Linked DNA regions of Mus musculus: region 2 is linked to region 1. Evidence: chromatin contacts called from public promoter capture Hi-C data. All regions are on one chromosome and are shown on one strand. The core of a region is the stretch at or near the end of the contact, and the rest is flanking DNA. Distances in the headings are between cores, read along the strand shown. Region 1 holds the start of Tescl (tescalcin-like). Region 2 holds the start of Zfp819 (zinc finger protein 819).

Region 1 (5,746 bases), core at 2,443-4,942:
TCTTGATAACTTTTCTTCTTCTTAATGGATGGAGTTGATGAGGTGGGTTTTGCAGCAGGAGCTCATATAGCCCAGGCTAGCCCCAGTCTCCCTATAAAGCTAAGGCTAGTCTTGAACTCCTGACCCCTACCATCTTTACCTCCAGAGTGTTGAAATCACTAGTCTGTGCCATATCTGACTTTGCAACAACTTGACAGGTGTGAAATAGAGTTGGTATTTTATCTTGGAATTTTAACAACTTAAGTGTCCAGGTAACAGGTCGCAGGGTTATAGTAATAGTTTATTTTTACACTGAGGAAACGTCAGCAGCCATCGCAGCTGTGCTCTGCACATTCCACCCACTTGCATGTTTTGTCATTCTTAATGGTAATTGCATGTTCATTAACATGCGGCAATTTGCAACAAGCAAAAAGACTCGTGGATTTAAATTTCCGGTCTGGTGCAGGGAACAATTACCCAGTGTGCTGGGTGTGGTGGCGCCATGTCTACAAGCGCAGTTCTCAGGATGTGGAGATAGGAGGGTCAGGAGTTCCCTGCGTTGAAACCCAGTCTCACAACAAAGCCAGTGGGGCTGGAGATGTAGTTCAGCGGTTAAGAGCACGGGCTGCTCTTCCAGAGGACCTGAGTTCAATTCTCAGCATCCACATGGCATCTCACAACTGTCTGTAACTCCAGTTCAATGGATCTAATGCCTTCTTCTGACCTCTGTGGGTACCAGGCATGCATGTACATAGACACACACACAAGCAGAACACAGGTACACATAAAAAAATAAATTCATAGCTAGTTTTTAAAACCAGTATAAAATACCAAAGACTAGAGAGGTGGCTCCATGGTTAGAGCACGGGCTGCTCTTCTAGAGGACCTGAGTTTGGTTCCCAGCCCCCACATCACAATCGCCTGTACCTCCAGCTTCAGAGGAACCTAAACCTTCTTCAGGCATCTTTGGAAACTGTACTTGTAACACACACAGACACAACCCCTTAAGTAAAAGGAAGGAATACAGCAGTTGGGTATGGCTGTGCGCACACCTTTAATCCCAGCACTGGGGAGGCAGAAGTGGGTGGATCTCTGTGGGTTCAAGGCCAGCCTGGTCTACAGAGCTAGTCCCAGGACAGCTAGGGCTACCCTGTCTCAAAAAGAATCTTTTTTTTTCTTTCTTTCTTTCCTTTTTTTTTTTTTCCAAGACAGGGTTTCTCTGTGTAGCCCTGGCTGTCCTGGAACTCACTCTGTAGACCAGGCTGGCCTTGAACTCAGAAATCCACCTGCCTCTGCCTCCCAAGTGCTGGGATTAAAGGCATGTGCCACCACTGCCCGGTTTAAAAAAGAATCTTAAAACAAGAAATATCAAATAAAGTTCATGTTAGGTACCATTAGGAACTTGAGGGAGGATCCCCTGTGTCTGGTGAGAAAGCATGAAGAAGGCAGGATCTTTTTGGACAACTTAGGAAAGAGGCCTTTAGTTGCTAAAAGCTGAATCCTTTTGAAGTGGAAGCAGAAAGCCAGCTTTCTCCGTGTAATACACAAGACACTTTGTCGCCACCTGCTGGCCACAATAAATCTTAAACCACACTTCCAGATTAGCGGGATTAGTGAAGGACTAATGACAGCGTCTCATGAGCCCAAACTGGTCTTGAAAACACTAGGTAGCTAAGAATGGCTTTGCACTCATAATTCTTTCTACCCTGGATTACAGGCATGCACCACCATGCACAGTTTCTGGGGTGCTGGGGTTCAAACCGAGGGCTTTGTGCTAGGCAGGCACTCTCCCAGCTGGTAGATGTGGTAGATGTGTAGTATGCTAATTAGAGGAGAGGAGAGTTCAGGACCATATGAAGAGATGATGGGACTGGGGGGGGGGGTGTGTCAGGAGATTCTGACCTAGGAGCCAGGGAGACCCCAGCTGTGTTCTGCAGTCAGTCTGCTTTTATGCCCTCCCTCCCACTCTCTGCACCTATCCTGTCCTTTCACTATATAGACAAGGACAGATGCCACCGCTTTCTCAGGTCCCTACCATCTCACTTCCTAGGCAGAGAGCTGAAGTGAGCTCCAGGAACAGCCCAGGACCCGAATGACTACAGTGTGACTCCCTAGGGAGTCTATTTGTGTTCACTCCAATGGAGAATACCACAAAAGAACCAAAAAAAAAAAAAACAAAACAAAAACAAAAACAAAAACAAAAAAAACAACAAAAACAAAAACAAAAAACAAAAAACAAAAAAAACCACTGAAGGAACTTATTGAAATTATCGGAGTATGCCTGAGGATTCACTTGAGCAGCGAGGGTGATGACTGGCAAGAGATGCATCCCTGGAGTTTCCTCTCAGGTCGACCTGCTGCCCACTCTGCTTCCACTGTGTATGGAGCAGGAGGGAGAGGGTTGCTGTGCTCCTATGCATCCAATGCTCCTCCCATCTACCGACAAGAGAATGATAGTAGCCGTGCCTTGTGAGAGTCTCCTGCAGGTCATCACAGCTTCTCTGATTCCCAGACATGGACGGCCACATCCTGCCTGGAAGGCAGAGTTCCGAATGGGAGTCATGCACTGTCATTGTCGTTTGGGTCCTAGTTCGAGAGCCTGCTGATGGGGTATGATATGGAAGGAAGTGTAAGCAGAGTAAACTCTCCCTTCCCATGTAGGGGTCTGTATAGTAGAGCCTTTGTGTGTGGCTTTGAGTGGATGTATAGTAAAGCCTTTGTGTCTGGGTTTGAGTGAACTGTTTAGCAAAGCCATTGCTATGTTTGGATTAGTGAGTAGAGGCTGAGAAATTGTTTTGTGACTATTTGAACCCTGAAGAGATGTCTCCCTGGAAAGTCTGTACTTGGCATGACATGAGAGCTTGCAGCTGCACAACCTTGGTCCTAAGACACTCCTGGGCAAACATGGAGTTCTTACTTGTGATTATGGCTAGCCATGGTGAAACGGGACTGAGATTTGTGTGGGATGTCTGCTCTCAAGGGCAGCAAGAGTAAGTTAACTTTGGTAGCTGAAACCCTTCCCAGCTCCAATTAACCTTGTATGATGTTTGAATAAAGTAACTGGAGTGAGCTAGCTGTGTGTCAGTCTTTTCCAAGAAGGCTGAACTCCTCTGTTCCTTTAGGAAATGAAGGCTTGGCATCTTGGTGAGCTTCTCTGAGCTCTCCCCTCCCCTCCCCTCCCCTCCCCTCCTTCCTTCTCCTCTCCCCTCCTCTACTCTCCCCTCCTATCCTCTCTCCTCTCCTCCCCTCCCCTCCCCTCCCCTCCCCTCCCCTCCCCTCTCCATCCTTCCCTTGAATGACTTGGAACTCAACTGTGCAGATCATGTTGTGCTCAAACTCACAGAGATTCTCCTGCCCCTACCTCCTGAATGTTGGCATCACTGGCCATTTTAGCATCTTTTGTAAGACAAAGACACGTATCTTTGGTTGTCCTAGGAAAACCAAAGCGTGCTCTCTCTTTTCATATATATAAAATTATATAATGTATAAAATATATAATAAACATATGACACATAATAGATGTAACATGTAACATAATATATAATATGCAATCTATAATACGCAATGCGTAATATACAACACATATATAATATTTATTTCAATATGCTTCATTTCACTGAATTTGGAGAGGAAAGAGCCTTCGGGGATTGTGACGGACCTGCCCTAACAGAGGTTGCTTTGATGACCTAATAAATCAGAACGGCAGCAAGGTGAGACCGACCAGGAAGCCCGAACCCTTCCACTGAGCGCCTGAGGTCGTTCCGAGCACACGGGGCACCATGGGCGCCTCCCTTTCGTCCAAGGAGGAGTGGGAGCGCGAGAGCAGGACCGACTTATGGTGGGCGCACATCCAGGAGGTGTTGAACAAGTGCGACTTCAGCTGGGAGCAGATCAAGCAGCTGCACCAGAGGTTCAGGCTGCTGAGCGGGGACCAGCCCACCCTACAGCCAGAGAGCTTCGACAACATCCTGGACTTGGAGTTCAATCCGATCCGCTCCAGGATCGTCCGCGCCTTCTTCGACAACCGGAACCTGGGCAAAGGGACCAGCGGTCTGGCGGAGGAGATCACCTTCCAGGACTTCCTGACCATCATCTCCTACTTCCGGCCGCTGCGGCCCAGTCTCAACAAAGAGGAGGCGGAGCAGAACCGCAAGGACAAGATGCGGTTCCTCTTCAACATGTACGACCAGGACGGCGATGGGATCATTACCCTGCAGGAGTACCGCCGGGTGGTGGAGAGCCTGCTGTCGGCGCACCCGCAAGTGGAGAGAGACACTGTGCGCTCCGTCGCCAATGCCATCGCCCAGGGCGCCTTGAAGGAGGCGGCCAGGGCGTCGGACCAGCCGCTGATGGCGGGCCAGCAGTATGAGGGCATCACCTTCGAGGACTTCGTCAAGACCTGGAAGAGCCTCGAATTGGAGGTGAAGATGCAAGTCAGCTTCCTGAATCTAGAAGCCACGGTCTTATGCCAGTGACCGGCGGGCTGCCACACCCACACTGGAGAAGCTGCCCCTTGAATCCGGCAGACTCTTGCAGCAGCTACAGGGTACATGGGACTTGATGGATTTCATCTCAAAGAATAAAGATGATCAAAAGAGATGAGCGGGGCGTGGCTGTGCTTGCCTTGAATCCCAGCACTCAGGAGGCAGAGGCAGGCAGGCAGATCTCTGTGAGTTTGAGGCCAGCCTGGTCTATTGAGTGAGTTTCTGGCAGGCCAGAGCTCACACAGTGAGACTCTGTGTCAAAAAAATAGAATGAATAGAACATAAATGTACCAATGGCCAGTAAACACGAAAATCGTAAGCATCCTTTGCCCATCTATCTCATGCAAGGCGCAATGGCTATCAATAAAATAAATGGTGGGTAGGATGCAGGGGCGCGAGGGAAGGAAATATGTACACACGATGACTGGTAGGGATGTAAATTCGTTCAGCTTCTATGGAGTCAATATAGAGAGGTTTCTGGAAAGCCTAGAACTAGAACCATCATATGACCCTGTGGGAAGCCGCCCTCACACTCGCCGTTACAAGATGGCGCTGACATCCTGTGTTCTAAGTGGTAAACAAATAATCTGCGCATGTGCCAAGGGTAGTTCTCCACTCCATGTGCTCTGCCTTCACCGAGTCGACAACTCGGCCGATGGGCTGCAGCCAATCAGGGAGTGACACGTCCTAGGCGGAGGATAATTCTCCTTAAAGGGGATGGGGTTTCGCCATTCTCTCTCTTGCTCTGGCTCTTGCTCTCTTGCTCCTAAAGATGTAAGCAATAGAGCTCTTGCTCTCTTGCGCTCTGGCTCCTGAAGATGTAAGCAATAGAGCTCTTGCTCTCTTGCTCTCTGGCTCCTGAAGATGTAAGCAATAAAGCTTTTGCCGCAGAAGATTCCGGTTTGTTGTGTTCTTCCTGGCCGGTCGTGAGAACGCGTGTAAGATGACCCAGCTATGGATGTACACCCAGAGGACCACGTAGATGCCAAACATCTGCACAGAGTGCAGCATCACTCAGTATTGCCACCTTACAGAACGAGCCCAAGTGTCCCTCTGCAGACGAATGAATGGTTAAAATGTGGTATATATGGGGTCGATTTTATCCATCCATGAAAACAAGAAACAAGCCAGAAACGGAAACACTACTCATTTGTGGATCCTAGAGTTTTATATAGATAACATGAAGTCATAGGATGTAAAATCGCCAAGTAGCCTGGGGAATGAACAGGGAGGAAAGGGGGTGGAGTCACTGTGGTCAGAGTACAGAGCACAGGTGTATGAAA
Region 2 (6,422 bases), core at 1,951-4,450, about 19 Mb before region 1:
GGAAATATAAATGAGGAAAATACCTAATTAAAAAAAAAAATTGTACCACAAAAAAAAAAAAAAAAAAAGTAAGTCAAAATACTGTCTGGTTCCGCAAGCTAAACTTGGACGCATCTACTTCTTTAACTGGCTAGTCCTCTCTGCCTGGGTTGAACAGAAGCAGGACTCCCCAGGGAGTCAGAGATGGGCAGAGAGATAAACCCAAAGCCAAGAAGCAGCACAATGAACAACATGTCATGAAAAGATAAAGAAAGGCTGGGATTTCCGCTGTCCAAGTTCCGCCCTTAGCTGGAGGATCAAGGCTATCCCAGGAAGGGAACTCACAATCTGATACTTCCAATGTCTCCACTCTAGTTCTGGAAAAATGGAACCAAAGTCGCCTCTCCTCACCTCACACGGCCCGTCCTGCTCCTCTGTTCCCAGTCTCTGGAGCTTCTGACAGAAATTCATGTCAGCAGCCATGTCTGGATTCCCTCAGGATTCAGGTGAGCATGTGGAGCCTTTGGGTAGAGCTGACAGGCAGAACTCAGCTTGGTTGTGCTAGAAAGTCAGCAGCATGAATGTCTTGGCCTGACTCAGGAATCTACGAAGACACCAGAAAGTCCTGGAAAGTCAATGACTGTGGGACACTCAGCGGACATTTGTACATGAAGTTTTGAGGGCCCCTACCTGACAGGTATTATAGACATACTGATAAGTAGTAGACATGGTTAAGAAAAAGCCCAACTCTTTCTTTTTTGTTTGTTTGTTTGCTTGTTTTCTGTGTAGCCCTGGCTGTCCTGGAACTCACTCTGTAGACCAGGCTGGCCTTGAACTCAAAGATCCGCCTGCCTCTGCCTCCCAAGTGCTGGGACTAAAGGCGTGCGCCACCACTGCCCGGCTCAATTCTTACTTTTACAAAGATCCAGGAAACAAACAAAAGACCATGATTTTGAACTAATGGTTAGGAAGAATTCAGAGGAGATTCCCTCACCTTTTAACTGTAAGAAGAGAAGATAGTAAGCAACAAAGGAAGATACATGTTGCTTAGCATTTGCCTGGCAGTAAAGAAAATATACATAAAAGAATACTCTTTCTGAGCTGGGCCTTTAGTCCCAGCACTTGGTAGACAGAGGCACGCCTGGTCTACAGAGTGAGTTCCAGGACAGCCAGGGCTACACGGAGAAACCCTGCCTCGAAAAACCAAAAAAAACCTCTTTCTGTTTAATGATGTTCTAATCTACTACGAGCATCTCATTTATAGTTTAAGCTGCTGTTTTCTATGGAGAGTTAACAACAGCTGCTCCTTCCTTTGTCCTGTCCAACGTGTGTGTGTGTGTGTGTGTGTGTGTGTGTGTGTGTGTGTGTGTGTGTGTGTTTGTAAAAATGTCCCATTTTAGCAGATGCTGAGTCTATGTTTGCTATTTTACAAGTCTGAATAAAGGTGATTCCAGCACTCACACCAGTGGCTCACAACCACCTGCAATTAAGCTCCAGGAAGACCTGAAGCGTTGAGCCACAACATGCACCCACATTCGCCAAACAGGCACATACATCACATGAGGAAGAGTTGAAAACAAAAACTAACAGCATGTGTTCTCGAAAGGCACCCAGGGAAAGCCAGTACATTAAGGTTCGGTTACTTAGAGCCACACTATACATCCCTAAAGACGACTTGAATCAGCTTAGCACCAGCTACAGACAGATAAAATAGACCACTGCTAGTGTCTGCTGCCCATCTCCCATTCCACCGCACACACCCAAAAACAACCCCTTAAATATTCAGAGTAGAAGATGACTAACAGCCAAGTTCGCCCAACAGCAATCTGCATACTTGACAAAGGTCATACATCTACCAGCTTTAAAATAAACAGGGAAATAAAATGTAGAGGTGAAACCACAGGGGGTTTTGCTGAGAAAACAGAAGAAGGAACTCGGAAGGATAGGATCCCATATAACTGTGTCCCCTGACTACTCGGCCAATTAAGCAAAAGACAAAAAACAAACAAACAAACAAACAAAAACAAACACAACAACAACAAAAACCTTTAAATTTCTGGGAACTCCCAAGCTACACCACACATTCAGGAAGCAGAAGCAGGAGGATGGCTGCCAAGTTTGAGACCAGCTTGGGCTACTTAAGTAAACCTCTTTAGTCTAGACTTCTGCTTGAGAAAGTTCAAACTAGCCACAGAAGAAGAAGTAACCCCAGTCAGTCATGGAGATTCAAGAGATCAAGAATTGCCTGTCAAGAAGTTTACATAACAAAGCTGTCTGGCAGGGTGTGGCGTCTCCTCCCGATTACCATAGGAGGTAGTACGGGCTGGATCCTAGAAAGAGGAGGCTAGGGTGCTAGGTACTGCCCAAGGAGGCTAATTTGAACTGCCCCCTCCTCTCTGCTTTTCACCATGACTAGCTTAGTCTTTTCAATAGGAGTACTAGACCATGGCCAACCTGTCGGGGCTGCAGAAGACCAATCACTTTCCCTAAAACTTATTTACAGCACCACCCTGCTCAACTGCCCATCACACATCCTTGCCATGTTCATAGGGGTCCCATGGCCATCACGGACTCACCCACATACCTTCAAGGACTCCAATATTCATTCTGGTAATTAGAAAGCTCCAAATGTTTTTTCTTTCTCAGCACCAGCTCCCCTTTGGGAAATATTAGGGAAATGGCCCAAAGATCGGGTCCCCAGCACCTGAACAAAGGCTCCTCTCCCAGTTCTGCGGGCTCGAGCCCACAGCTACGAGCTGTGAAGATCGTTCCATCCCTTCTATCAATTCTGACACTGCTTAGGCTTGGACAGACCAAGGATGCTGAAGCCCCAGTGTAAGTCAAAACCACGAATACACTCATTTTCCATCTTTACTCACTTTTTCGCCTCTCACATGCCAGTGTCTGATCCGGACTCCAGCCAGTCATGGTCTAAAGCAAACACTCCCAGTTATGCAAGCAGCACGGTCGCCCTCACAGACTCACCAGTCCCAGGTTCACAGTAGCCGGCTCCAACGCCACCCTCGACCCTGCTCTCCCGACCCCCACAGGACGCCCACCCCAGCTACGCACCGGCACCCCCCTACAGCTGCCTCAGTCATCACTCAACACAAACCAGCGCTCAGCAGCCAGCATCCTTCCTGCGCAGCCACTTCAGAGAGCTCTGCACGCGGCACGCCGGGTGGACGCTGAGGATTCCCCAGTGTTCAGAATCCAAACTCCCGCGGCGTCCTGGTAACGATAACAACTAACCACGTGACGATCTAAGCGGAAATGGACGCTCTAGGACACACCTACTTAAAATGAACTTCACCTCAGCCACTTTTCTGGCGGAAATCGGTATTGCCCATATACCCTATCGCTTGCAAGCACTAAAGTTGTGTTGCGCATGCCTACCATCACGTGCGAAGATACTCTTTGCCAATAATTATAACGGTGTACACTCTGCCACTACCACCACCCACGCGCCACTCCCATATTGTTATGGCTATGTCCATATTTCAATTATGCGAAAGTCATCATCAGAGTACTTCATTTCCGTACATCCATGGATCATGTGGAATGTCACAGACTAAAAGTCTGAGGCTCCTTAGTCACGAATTTAAGAGACATTTATATTGCATATTCCTAAAAAAATTTCTCCATGTTTTCACACGGACTTAAGACTTTTCTTCTAGTTTTCTAAAACTTGAAAACTAGGAAGAGTTATTGGGAAATGGGAAGTGAAGCCATATGGAACATTAAAGATCTGAAATGAGCCTTCTTGCGAACCAAAAATGAATGTTAGCCCCACCTACCCAGGGACCGGTAACTTCTTGGAATATTGGGAATTGTAGTTCTTTTTGTTGTTGTTTTGGTTTTTTTTTTTTTTTTTTCCCAAGACAGGGTTTCTCTGTGTATCCCTGGCTGTCCTGAAACTCTCTCTGTAGACTAGGCTGGCCTCGAACTCAGAAATCCGCCTGTTCTGGGATTAAAGACCTGCGCCATCACACTGGACTTGGGAATTGTAGTTCTTGGAAAATATCAACCTTCTCATGGCAAAGTACATGGCCTATAGGTTTGTTCTTATAAACGCCTGCAACACGTGGCTGGAGACTGGGAAATTTCAGGGAATGTTTCTGACCTAAGTCCATTTTTGTGTCAGTATTTAATATTTAATGAAGCTTGCTTTAAATTTGGCCCAAAAGCTGGAATTGGTTTTTCTCTGACGAATCTCAGGATTAACACATCCTTGGAACATGTCATGCTTCCCTGAGGAAAAGTATCTATTCTCACTTACAGGTAGAATTTAAAAACGAAATAAAACAGAAATAAACAAACAACAATAACAGCAGCTACAACGGCCAGTGCATAATAGAAACAGTGTTGAACTGGCTGGCGAGGAGGAAAACAAGGATAGGGAGAGGCCAAGCAGCAGCATGTGGGGACGACATGCAGGGACAATTTACAGAGTGAATGACTTGGCCTGATTCAAGGGTCTGAAAGAGATCAGAAAGCCCTGCAAAGTCAAGGATCATATTACCACTCACCCAACATTTGCCCACTATGAGCTGAAAGCCCTATGTGAAGGTCACCATATAGACACTGCCAAACAGACAAAGCCCAGGAACGTCCAACTCTTCCTCCCACTTGTAAACTCTGGCAACAGAAAAGTATTAAGTAAGGTCCCGTTAGTAAAATGAGGATGCAGGTGTGGGTCACTGGCATTGGGAACTGATGGAGAATGGGGCTCATCAAGTCCTCAGCCCCTACCTGGCAGGTCATAAGTATGACTAAGAATCAGCTAGCTATCGCCCGATTTTCCAAACACTCTTTTCAGCTGTATGCCAGAGGCATTACTATATCTGCTGTTTTATGAGTTGTGGCAAATGAGGCTTTGTTCCCATAGTTTGGCTCAGGGCTACCAAGTGGAAAAGCAGGGAGGGGGTAAGGTCAATCTACTGCTGCCTAATGAAAAACGACAACCACCCCTTCTGTTTAATGTGCCTTCCATCTCGTGAGCCTCCAGAAATATTTTCATTTCCTAGTGTCTTCTGTAGAGTGAGGGGGCTATGGCTAGTTCAGGCTGCTTACACTTTTAGACCCAGTGCACCTTACCTCTTCTGACGCATCACTTCCTTTTCCTCCTGGATTAGAAGAGCTACAGACAAGCACGGGCACCAGGACCTTTATTCTGTGAGCCTACCCTTCCTTCTGTTGTTGTTTTGTCATAGTGACGTTCGTTCTACATCACAAACTGACCAAAACTCACTGTGTACCTCATCAAGGCCTTGAAGTCAGCTACTCTCCTGCAGAGGCATACCAAGTATGGGGATTAAGGAAATGTGTGACCCTAACTGGCTTTTTAATTCAAGAGTCCTTGTTTTGTCCTCCCTGAGTCCTGAGCACACCTTTGACTACAGGCTGCTGCAACCCACCTCCAGGCCCCTTCTCATCCATGGGAACAGTGTCAGCCATACCCTCTCATTCCCTCTTGGGATGACTCTTAGAAAACCTCCAGCCACTCAACCTGGCTGGCACTGGACCCGAAGGGCCCCAAACTTAATTGCTTTTGCAATCATATTTGCACTTAATATCCCTTAGATAGGCAACCCAAATGGCCACCTAACATCCTAGAAACCAATGTTATTTGGGACTTATAGAATTACTGTGAGTGATCAAGGAAATGGAAAGCGATTCCCACCCCCTACATTCCAGCTTCCTCTTATCTCTTCTCCAAGCCCTTTTTCTGTTCTTCCTGTTTCCCCACCTAGTTCCTCTAACTATGAAGTCAAAATCCCATCAGATTCAGCAAAGGAGCCCCCCATTACTGGCCTTGACCTTCAGCTTCTTTTTCCCACCCCCCCCCCTTCTCCCTCTCCAGCTACAGGCTGCCCTGGTCATCCCTGTCTGGCACCCACTTTTAGCCTACTGTCAGTCTTGCAGTATGGGAACATCAGACCCAGATCGTCCACTTACTGGTCTCACAGGACTTGCCATGGATGACTGAGGCCTGGGATCCCTCAGGCCTGATTCCTGCCATCTCCAACATGAAGCCCTAGGTACCAAGGCAAACCATCTCCTTCCTTTTGTACACAGGAGTCTCTTACTTGGTCTGGATGAAGTTTTGGGGACCCACCTCCTTTCTTCACTCCTCTATTGATGGGGTAGGGGGATAGCATTACCTTCTTCACCAAACCCCACCACTTAGTTGTGTCTTTAGGGGTATCCTCCTTGCCCACTCCTTCCTAACAGTACCTATCCTGTCCCCTTACTAGGGAGGGACCTCTTAGCCAAAGTGTCAGTCTCTATTCCCTTTGGTCCCCCACCAACTGCTTGACTCTAGGCTTGCTGGCCAGTCCCCTTCTCCTCCTGTTGCAAATCATACATCCCGATATACCCTTCTCTTTCTGGCCATTCATGAGTGTGGGACACTCAAACTTCTCTATAGCCAAGCATCACCC

Evidence for each region. Capture Hi-C pulls out chosen DNA fragments and counts their contacts.
Region 2: a contact with region 1 is called in a promoter capture Hi-C map of pancreatic islet. The contact joins the promoter of Zfp819 here to the promoter of Tescl in region 1. A contact is called at or near these places in 2 of 39 promoter capture datasets (frontonasal cranial neural crest and second pharyngeal arch cranial neural crest) and 1 of 9 other capture datasets (pancreatic islet).

The regions. Positions count from the first base shown.
Region 1 is chr7:24,331,911-24,337,656 of GRCm38.p6, reverse strand. Tescl (tescalcin-like) reads left to right here and starts at 3,692. Exons shown (of 1, transcript NM_001163810.1): 1 at 3,692-4,577. The coding sequence starts at 3,759. The coding sequence ends at 4,454.
Region 2 is chr7:43,603,947-43,610,368 of GRCm38.p6, reverse strand. Zfp819 (zinc finger protein 819) reads right to left here and starts at 3,200. Exons shown (of 5, transcript NM_028913.3): 1 at 3,095-3,200; 2 at 391-583. The coding sequence starts at 462.